Linked DNA regions of Ovis aries: region 1 is linked to region 2. The links are chromatin contacts, called in public Hi-C maps. All regions are on one chromosome and are shown on one strand. Each heading gives the region's core, a stretch centred on a gene start, on an enhancer-like site or on the middle of the called end of the contact. The rest is flanking DNA. Distances are from core to core; before and after follow the strand shown. Region 1 overlaps CSTPP1 (centriolar satellite-associated tubulin polyglutamylase complex regulator 1). Region 2 overlaps LRP4 (LDL receptor related protein 4).

Evidence for each region. A called contact is a pair of places that touch in the nucleus more often than the background predicts.
Region 1: a Hi-C map of muscle shows a contact between it and region 2, with 6 times the contacts expected there. The contact joins two enhancer-like sites. A contact is called at or near these places in 12 of 16 Hi-C or Micro-C datasets (blood, hypothalamus, liver and 6 more).

What each region holds. Positions count from the first base shown.
Region 1 is chr15:75,973,020-75,978,066 of ARS-UI_Ramb_v3.0, reverse strand. The region is part of intron 5 of CSTPP1 (centriolar satellite-associated tubulin polyglutamylase complex regulator 1); the gene reads right to left. Among named protein-coding and RNA genes, the nearest start is that of ARFGAP2, 26 kb to the left of the region's middle. Within about 2 kb of position 1,761, at least 7 of the 54 cell types and tissues checked have an H3K27ac peak or open chromatin away from gene starts, as enhancers often do. A contact at or near this core is called in muscle, where this site is marked.
Region 2 is chr15:75,740,094-75,745,298 of ARS-UI_Ramb_v3.0, reverse strand. It overlaps LRP4 (LDL receptor related protein 4), which reads left to right. Exons shown (of 38, transcript XM_060400078.1): 11 at 1-123; 12 at 883-1,113; 13 at 1,963-2,119; 14 at 3,192-3,409; 15 at 3,570-3,746; 16 at 4,134-4,256. Among named protein-coding and RNA genes, the nearest start is that of LRP4, 24 kb to the left of the region's middle. Within about 2 kb of position 3,863, at least 11 of the 54 cell types and tissues checked have an H3K27ac peak or open chromatin away from gene starts, as enhancers often do. A contact at or near this core is called in muscle, where this site is marked.

The DNA of each region.
Region 1 (5,047 bases), core at 512-3,011, 230 kb before region 2:
CCAACTCCTGGAGCCTACCCAAACTCATGTACAGCGCACTGGTGATGGCAATCCAACCATCTCACCCTCTGTCATCCCCTTCTCCTCTCGTCTTCAATCTTTCCCAGCATCAAGGTCTTTTCCAATGAGTCAGTTCTTCACATCAGGTGGTCAAAGTATTGGAGTTTCAGCTTCAGCATCAGTCCTTCCAATGAATATTCGGGACTGATGTCCTTTAGGATGGACTGGCCGGATCCCCTTGCAGTCCAAGGGACTCTCAAGAGTCTCCTCCAACTCCACAGTTAGGTTTACCTATGTTCCCTCCTTCTTGAACTTTCCTCCTACCTCCTTCCCCATCCCACCTCTCTAGGTTGTCATAGAGCCCCGGTTTGAGTTTCCTGAATCATATAGCAAATTCCCATTGGCTATTGGGCTTCCCTTGTGGCTCAGCTGGTAAAGAATCTGCCTGTAATGTGGAAGACCTGGGTTCGGTCCCTGGGTTGGGGAGATCCCACTCCAGTATTCCGACCTGGAAAACTCCATGGATCGTATAGTCCATGGGGTCACAGAGAGTCGGACACAGCTGAGTGCCTCTCGCTTTCACTTTTCATCTGTTTTACATATGGTGGTATACAAGCTATTTTACATATGGCAGGATACATGCTATTTTACATATGGCAGGATACATGCTATTTTACATATGGCAGGATACAAGCTTCCATGCTGCTTTCTCCACTCATCTCACCCTCTCCTCCCTCCCAGAAAGACCTTTTTAAAAATGCGAATTAAAAAAATAAAATAAAAAATAAAATAAAAATGCGAATTTGACTGTTTTGCAAGCCAGTTTTAAACACTTTATGGGCTTCCCCTTGTCCTTAGAGCAACGTCTCCCATCCTTATCCTGGCTTATGAGCCTGTATGCCCTGCCCTTGGCCCCCGCTCGCCTTTCTGGACTCACAGGAGGCCCCAGTCAGTGTCCCCCACGACGCTCCAGCGTGGCGGGGAGGGCACACGGTAGGCCCTCAGCCAGTGTTAGTTGAACGAGAGGGAAAGTGTGAACTCATAACTAACAGCGGTGCGGCACCCTTCTCTTTTCTCCTGGCAAGGTGGCATCCAGGCACTATTTAAGAGGGTGGTTTATTTAAGAGGGACGAGCTAGAGTCACAGAACAGGGGGTCGGCGAGGCGGAATCTGCAAACCAGGATGTCAGCTGACGACTACCTTCAGATCCTTTAGTGGGAAGAGAGGATGAAGGGTAAGTGGCGCTGGGCCACGGCTCTTGAAGGGCTGCCTCTGAGGGAGACGCCACAGGGTTCTGGGAGACTGCCTCCAGAAGACTGGAAGCCGCCCAGCTCTGGGATGATGGCTGCTTTGAGAGCGAGTGAGCTGCCTGCTGCTGGAGATATTCAAGCGGAATACTTCCCCAAAGTCTGAGCGGGCTTCTTCTGGCTCTGACAGAAGGGCACCCCAAGGGCGGAGAGAACTAACATCTGGTAACTCTGGTCTCACTGGGGAGAAGTTTGCTGTTGAAAAACCTCACAAAAAGGTGCTTTTAGAAACACGGAATGCCACACCATCCATCTCCAGACTAGTGCTGTGACCCGTAAGAGTCCTGGGCATCTGGCACCGGGATCTCACAACTGTGGAGAGAGGCAGGCAGGAGGCTGCGGCTCTGTCTCTGCCCGTGGTGACTGTGATGACCCCAGGCTGTGGGCCCTTCACCTCACCGACAGCGGCTCCACCCTGAACTCGAACCTGGCCCCACCCGCTTGAGGGTCAGGAGGAGGAGTTTCCTGGCTCGACACCCCTTCCTGCCAGAGGCCTTCTGCTAATGTGCCAGCCGCTCCTGACACCTGGAGGAGAGGGGCCCGCTCCAGCTTTGAAGCGGAGCCAGCAGGGAGCGGCTGCCAGCGAGAGTCTGTACTGGGTCAGGGAGGGACCCTGGCATGCCAGCCTCGGGGCTGGAGAGAGGGGGCTCTAGGGGAGAAGGAGAGGCTGGCTCTGAGCAGAAACATGTGGAGGGTGGAGTCCAGGGCAGCGGCTGGAATGGAGAAAGAAAAGAGCGCTTGGCAGGGTCTGAGCCCGTCCCGAGGGGGCTGGCTGTTCTTGCCCTCCCATGCTGACTTCCAACAGCTGGGATGGGCTGGCTGGCTGGACATTTGGTGGGTGCCAACGAAGCAACAGTTTTCAGCCTGAATCTGCGACTTGCCAACTTCCTATCTCCCTTAAAGGTCAGCATCCCCGGGTTGAGTGGCAGAAGATGTATTGTTTTGTTTTGTTTTGCAGGGATCCAATCCCACCCAGCTCTAGAACTCCCTGCCCAAGTTTCCTTTTCTCGGCAAGTCACGTTTTCTCTTGGAGCTTTAGTTTCCTCATCTGTAGAGGAGATAATTCTAGTTACCAATTCACAGGATTCTGGTGAAGATTCAATATGGTGATACGCTGCGTCTATTCTACTGTTATATATTACTGGTATATCTACTGTTATATATTACTGGTATACAGAGTAATGACTCAAAATCAGTGTTAGCTGCCATCCATAAGTGTGTTCTAGCTGGTTTCAGGTGATGGAAGAGCTCAAAATAGCGAATAAAAATATAGCTCAGAGGAAGTGCAGCCAGTGCCTGGCCGGGCACAGGCTCTCAGGCGGAAGCGAGCTATCCTGTTTCAAGTCCACTTCTGGGGGGCCGCTGGGGCTGGCGAGAAGCCTCCCATGCCGGCACTTCCTCTGGGAGGTCACATAAGCTGCACTGTTCATGGGTGAAGGTGAGGGGTGTCTCCAGGCCTGTATGGGATCCCGGGACACCTCCGTGGAGTCTGCCTTAATGTCAGGGCCATGAGCGAGGGCGAAGCCACAGCCTGGCTGCCTTCTCCAGGTATCACCACAGTTCTCTGCAACACTTCCTTAGGGCTGCCCGCCCCCGGGGCTGCACTGGAGACGCCCCCTGCGCGGCAAGAGCTGCTTCCAGTCCAGGCCCTCCGAGCAGCGTGGGGCCGTCCAGGTTGTGGTCTCCCCGGGCTCCGGGCCGCACTTCCGGCCCCTGCCCTGCAGTGCCTGAGAAGCTGGACCCAGAGACCCTGGGCAGCAGCAACGACTACAGCTACACAGCGTCCAGTAAGGGCTTGCTTGGTTAGCGCTGTGCGTCCGGCATTGCACTTTCTTTCCCGTTGATCCTCTGATGTGAGATCGATGGATATCTTCACTGAGAACACAGGGGCTCAGAAACTTGACCAGGGCTTTCAAGCCAGAAGCAAAAGAGCTGTAATTTGAACCCAGGCCTCTCTGACTCTAGTCACAGCTCCTGGGCCAGCTGCAGCTGCTCCAGGTGAGACGTGGCCGTGACGCCTTCCACCGGGGGTGGTGCTGTCCCTTCTCCCACTCCTGTAGAGCTGCAGCCCCCAGGCGGGCCGGACACCGAGGCCTGGACGCTGCTTCTTCCTTGCAGATGCCATGAAGGCCCCGCTCGGCCATTTCGGCTCCATGATCCTGGTCTCTCCCCAGAAGCCTCGTAGCTGGGGCTGGGGGCAACTGTTCCACTCTCCACATCCAGTGCGTGGCCTGTGAGGAACCTCCCTTCTTCTCCCAGCTCCCCCGCTCCTCAAACTCCAGGCCCCCTGGCTCCCCCACCCAAGTCCTCACTGGCTCCTTTCCAGGTTGCTTACTTGCCCGAGACGGCCTTTTGCTCTCCCTGCTCCCTTCCTAAATCCTGCCCACCTTCTTCCTTTCACTTGTTTTTCTCTTTTTTATATTTTGAATTACAAAAGCATGATAACACATTTACAGGACGCTTGGAAAGTACATATCAAAGTTACATAATAGCTTCACTATATATTACAACTACTTTTTAAGTAGATAAATTAAGATTTTTAGTTGGAGTTTCAATATCAAACTCTCAAAAGTAATAGAATGAATACAGAAAAGTCGAAGGATGGAGTAGAGCTGAAAAGCACCGTGGACCAGTTCGACACAAAGCTGGCACAATTTTCACGCAACAGTAGGGTATAAATTCAAGCCACCACAGATCGGGAAACTAGAAGACACTGGGACACATCCAGGGACATAAACCAAGGTGGAAAAGCTTCGTGGTTTAAAGGCATTGAAATCACACAGAGTGTTCTTTTATCCACACCTTTTGCATTTTAAATGCACTATTTAAAACTTCAGAGAATTACACTGAATAACAGAAAAAGCATCTGTGTACCCACTAGCTAACTTCCTCTCCAGTCTTCACGTTTCCCCACCCTTGCTTCAGTGTTTAAAAGCTTTGTAAGCGATTACACGTACTGTGTAGAACACCTGGACACCCTCCCTCTACCTTCCTCCTCCGAGATCCTGCGGGAACTTGAGGGCTTAGCATTCACTCATTCACTGAAGCTTGGGCTTGGCAGCCCTCTGCCTGCTTTCATACTGCTGTTGACTCACACAAACGTTGACATTCTTAAAGCATGATACGGCTTCGGTCTGCCTGTTCTCAAGGCTCTGCGCATCCCTCTGCAACTCGCCATTTTGAGATACATCAATGCTGATGCATATGTATCTCCCTGTATTCACTTTATTATTTAAGAAAAAACATCCGTGGTATCAACCTGAGTCCCTTGCATTGGAAGGCGGATTCTTAACCCCTGGACCACCAGGGAAGTCCCACCTCCCTGTATTCATTTTAGCTGCTGTACAGAATTCCATGGAATGGATTTAAGGCAGTTTGTCCTTTCTACGGCCTGGCAACAGGCATAGGGCTTCACTGGTAGCTATCACAAATAATGCTGCCTGTCTCCTTAGACTCAGCCACACCTCGTGAACTTTTTTTTTTTTTTTTTTACTATTATGTAACTAGTTCCCTGCACATGGCAAATTCAAATTTATTTTTTCAGAACTTTCTGGAATTTTTTTTCCATTTTCCTCTTAAAAAAAAATTTATTGGAATATAGTTGCTTCACAATGCTGCGTTCGTTTCTCCTGTACAGCAAAGTGGACCAGCTGTATGTATACACATATGCCCTCTCATTTCTTGAATTTTTTAAGATTTGCCCAAATGGCTTCCAAGTGATTATGCCAGCTTACACTCCC
Region 2 (5,205 bases), core at 2,614-5,113:
TGAACGAATGTGCCGAGGAGGGGTACTGTAGCCAGGGCTGCACCAACAGCGAGGGGGCTTTCCAGTGCTGGTGTGAAGCAGGCTATGAACTCCGGCCTGACCGGCGCAGCTGCAAGGCTCTGGGTAAGGGGGGGGGGCGGGGGTTGGTGTTTGGCTGGGTGGGCAGAGAGCTGAGCAGGGCAGCCAGGGGCTCTGGTGCTTGGAGATTGGTAGAGAGTTAGAGAGATGGTTCTTTTTTTTTCTTTCTGCCTTTTAATTTTATATTAGGGTATAGCTGATTAACAAGTTTGAGCAAACTCTGAGAGTTGGTGAAGGACAGGGAAGCCTGGCGTGCTGTAGCCCATGGGGTCACAAAGAGTCGGACACTACTGAGCGACTGAACAACAAAACTGTCAGTTAACACTGTTGGGATGGTTTCAGGTGCACAGCAAAGGGACTCAGCCGTGCATATACATGTATCCATTTCCCCCACACTCCCCTCCCATCCAGGCTGCCACGTAATATTGAGCAGAGTTCCTTCTGCTATGTAGGTCCTAGTTGGTTATCCATTTTAAATATAGCAGCATGTACATATTCATCCCAAACTCCCTATCTTTTCCCTCCCTGTATCCTTCCTCCCTGGGGACATAAGTTCGTTCCAGAGGGATGTTTCCATCGCAATAGAATGGAGTTGTGAGTTGCATTCTGGGCCCCAAGAATGGGATGAGATGTACGCTTTGCAGGCTGCCAGTCTTCTCGTAATGATGGATGCTGACGGCTTGGGACATGCCCTAGTGGGCCAGGGGCTCCCTTGGAGCTTTTGGGGGGGGGGGTGCATGCTGATGGCTCCCAGGGGGCAGCTCTGGAGCCCAGTGGGGACCCCATTTCTATGCCACGTCCCAGGGCCGGAGCCTGTGCTACTGTTCGCCAATCGCATCGACATCCGGCAGGTGCTGCCGCACCGCTCTGAGTACACGCTGCTGCTCAACAACCTGGAGAACGCCATCGCCCTAGACTTCCACCACCGACGTGAGCTTGTCTTCTGGTCCGACGTCACCCTGGACCGGATCCTCCGCGCCAACCTCAACGGCAGCAACGTGGAGGAGGTTGTGTCTACAGGGCTCGAGAGCCCAGGTAAGGAACGAGGCCCCACGGGGAGAGGCAGGGCCACACCACCAAGGAAGGAAGAACCACCAAGGAAGGAACACGTGAGTGGCCACAAACCTTTAGGCAGCAAAACATCTCACATTGAAACCTTGCATGCAGCTCTAATACAGAAAATGTTCACTAGTCTACATTCATTTTATAGGCTCAGATTTGTAATATTTGCTCGTTATTGAGCTCGATCAGTGAGAATACTGAGACCATTACGTTGAGGAACTGTTTGAAACCAGAGATTTGTGGATGACAGCTCTAATTCTCTATCAGCCTGGCATCCCAGCTAATTCTTGCTTTTGTTTTGATTACTTCATATTAGGAATATTCTGATGGACCCAGATAGATAGCATCCAAATGTTTGCAGATTAGGAAGACAGTAGCTCACTCTGCCATCTCAGGCCATTCGACAAGCAGGGGAAGTGGGTTAGGATTCGGTATTAATCAAGCACATTTGACTCAGATGCTTATGGGACTGATGATGTTCCCCTGTAAAACCCTGAGGCACAAATTGCAAACCCTGGAGCCAGTGGGGGTCAGGGAGCTAGGATTCCGGAAGTGGAGTATGGTTGGCTGAGAGGAGGAGACGCGTGACCTTGGATGGTTGCTTTTCTCTTTGCCTCAGTTGCTTCCATCCTCATGGGGATTGTTATAGCACCTAACTCACACGGTTGTTGTGACAATTCAAGGCAAAACATGTGTTTGTAAAATGGTGAGAAGAGTGCCTGGCCCAAGAAACAGCTTCGTGCAAGTGTTGCCCTTGTTTCTATAGCACACAGGGGCCCTGGCTGAACCGCTGACACTCTTTCCATGGCCTCTTTCCACCAGGGGGCCTGGCTGTGGACTGGGTCCACGACAAACTCTACTGGACCGACTCGGGGACCTCAAGGATTGAGGTGGCCAACCTGGACGGGGCCCACCGGAAGGTGCTGCTGTGGCAGAACCTAGAGAAGCCCAGGGCCATCGCCTTGCACCCCATGGAGGGGTGAGCGAGTTGTGGCTCCAGCTGCCACATTCCTCTTACGACCTTTAGGGACAGTTCCTCTGTCACCTGTGCCAGACTTTACTGGGGGGGCCAGGGGACCTCACAGTGTGGTGTTAATAGCCTTGGCTCTGCACCCAGATGCACCTGGGTTTCCAGCTCTTCGGTAACTGACTGTATGGCCTTGGGGCTAGTTCATCTCTCTAGGCTCCCATTTTACTCATTTCTAAACTGGTAATAAAAATACACCTACCTCACAGCTGTGTGAAGATGAAGTGAGGTGATGCATTTTAAATGGCATGACACACATTATATAAGTGGTAGCCGTTTAGTATTTTTGTTATTAGTTTATAGGGTTGAGCGAATTAATAAAAATTAGTAATTTTATTAGTAGAAGAAAGGTCTTTTGCGGGGGAAGTTATTTGCCTCTGGCTTTTAAAAATTAAGTGCAATCAATTGAGAGGGGTGTCTTCTAAGATCCTACAGTTAGTTATAGGTGAGCTGTTTTAGAAACATAGTGTGGGGTGTGTGTGTGCGTGTGCAGGTGTGAAAATTACAAAAGGCAGTGGCAGAGGCTGTGACCAAGAAGAAAATTCTTGTCCTAAGTAGTAGCCCGCTAGTATTTTTTGCAGTTTCACAAGGTCAGGATTTTCATCTCTTTTGTTCACTGCCATGCTCTCAGTGCGAAAAGATATGCTCATCTCATAGCAGATGCTCCAAAATATTTTTGTTAAATGAATACATTCCCTGTCTAGAGACATTTAAATTCAAGCATCAAGGGACTTCCCTGGTGGTCCCGTGATTAAGATTCCGTACTTCCAATGCAGGGGGCGTGAGTTGGATCCCTGGTCAGGGAACTGAGGGCCCACATGCCATGCGATGTGGCCAAAACAATGTTTAATAATAATAAAATAAATAAGTCAAACATTGAAAAATTGTAAACCCAACAGAATGTGTTGCCTACCAGTTGGAGTCCCTGGGTGGAATCGCTAAGAGCCCTCTGCCTGATTACTGTGCTGGGCACCTTACCTGCCCTCTACTACCTGCCTCTCAATGCCCTTTTCTCTCTTCCCAGGACCATTTACTGGACAGACTGGGGCAACACCCCCCGCATCGAGGCCTCCAGCATGGATGGCTCTGGCCGACGCATCATCGCTGATACTCATCTCTTCTGGCCCAACGGCCTCACCATTGATTATGCCGGGCGCCGTATGTACTGGGTGGATGCTAAGCACCACGTCATTGAGAGGGCCAATCTGGACGGGAGTCACCGCAAGGCTGTCATTAGCCAGGGTGAGGCCCTTCCTTTACTCTCCTTCATCCCTTGTTCTGCTTACCCTGTCCCAGCCCCCAGAAGCCTTTGGCAGAGGGTGAGATTTGTACAGATGCCCGGCCTGGGCTCCGGGGCTGGGCAGGCCATGTGTAACCTGAGGTCCTCTTGGACTTTCCCCAGGCCTCCCGCATCCCTTTGCCATCACGGTGTTTGAAGACAGCTTGTACTGGACAGACTGGCACACCAAGAGCATCAATAGTGCCAACAAATTTACTGGCAAGAACCAGGAGATCATTCGCAACAAACTCCACTTCCCCATGGACATCCACACCCTGCACCCCCAGCGCCAGCCTGCAGGTAAAAAAACGCTCACCTAGTGAGCTTCCAGTGCTTCTGAGAACCTTCCTTGTACCTGTCAACAGTTGCCAGGGTTTCCAGCAAGGAAATTTAAGGTTGGCGCTGGTGTGGACTCATTCCGCCCTCTGCTGGACCTGTAGGGTACAACATGGAGACTTAGGAAAGACTCATACTGCTTTGCTATCCCCCATCTAATTCATGCAAACATTTCCTGTGTATCAGGTATTCACTCTGCTCATAGGTGGGGGCAGATATACAAAATAAGAAGACACAGTTTCTTCCTTCAGGAAGATCATGCCTTTGCTAAACCCCCACTCACTAGCCCTGGGACTCCTTCTGCCAACCTTTGGCCTCACCTGACCCTCTCGCTCTGGGCTTTTTGAGCAGGGAAAAACCGCTGTGGGGACAACAACGGAGGCTGCACCCACCTGTGTCTGCCCAGTGGACAGAACTACACTTGTGCCTGCCCCACCGGCTTCCGCAAGATCAGCAGCCATGCCTGTGCCCAGAGTAAGTGGGTTTAGGGCCCCTGCCTCAGTGGACCTGCCTTGTGAGGGTGGGTGGAGCGAACAACGGGGAGGAGTTTGGGAATTGCCTGGCTAGGGGAGGAGCCAGCTCCTCAGGCAGCCCCTGGAGAGGAAGAAGGCAAGGAGCTGAGGGCTCCACTGTCAAAGCCCCTGAGGGCTCAGGGACACCGCAGAGTCAAGCATGAACCCCTGCAGACAGGTTCGTGGGTCATTTCACCCAGGACACTTTGTCTCTAGGCAGCAGAAGGTTTCCAGACCCTTCTATAAAGCAAGGGAATGGTTCCGTATCTCTTTACCTTTGGGCTTCCCTGGTGGCTCAGACGGTAAAGCGTCTGCCTGCAATGTGGGAGATCCAGGTTCGACCGCTGGGTCGGGAAGATCCCCTGGAGAAGGACATGGCAACCACTCCAGTATTCTTGCCTGGAAAATTCCATAGACAGAGGAACCTGGTAGGCTATGTAGTCCACGGGGTCGCCAAGAGTTGGACACGACTGAGTGACTTCCCTTTTACCTCTAGCATCACCCTAAAGACTGTCTTAGCCCCTAAACCAGAAAGTAAGGTAAAGACATCTGATGATGCTCTGTATACAGAGCCCAGGATAAGTAAGTGTCTAGTGAGTGAAAGGTGATGGGTTCCTTGGGAGCTCCCTGAACTGCTGCTTTGTTAGGCTTCCTTTGAGCTCCTGAAGGTGTATTGCCTTGAGAGGTGGGCCTTGTCTAGCTCAGAGGCGCAGGTGATTTTTTTTTCCTAAGAATAGTCCAGAGAGGAGTGATCCAGCTGGGTGGTACACCCAGCCAGGGGCTGGGGAGATGCTTCGCACATCACGGCTCTTCTGTTACTGCTGCGTGCCTGCCGCCTCCCTTGTCTCTGGTGAAAATAAAATTTCTCTCAGGACCTAGGTCCTTTCCAGAGAGTGAAATCAGGGAAACTA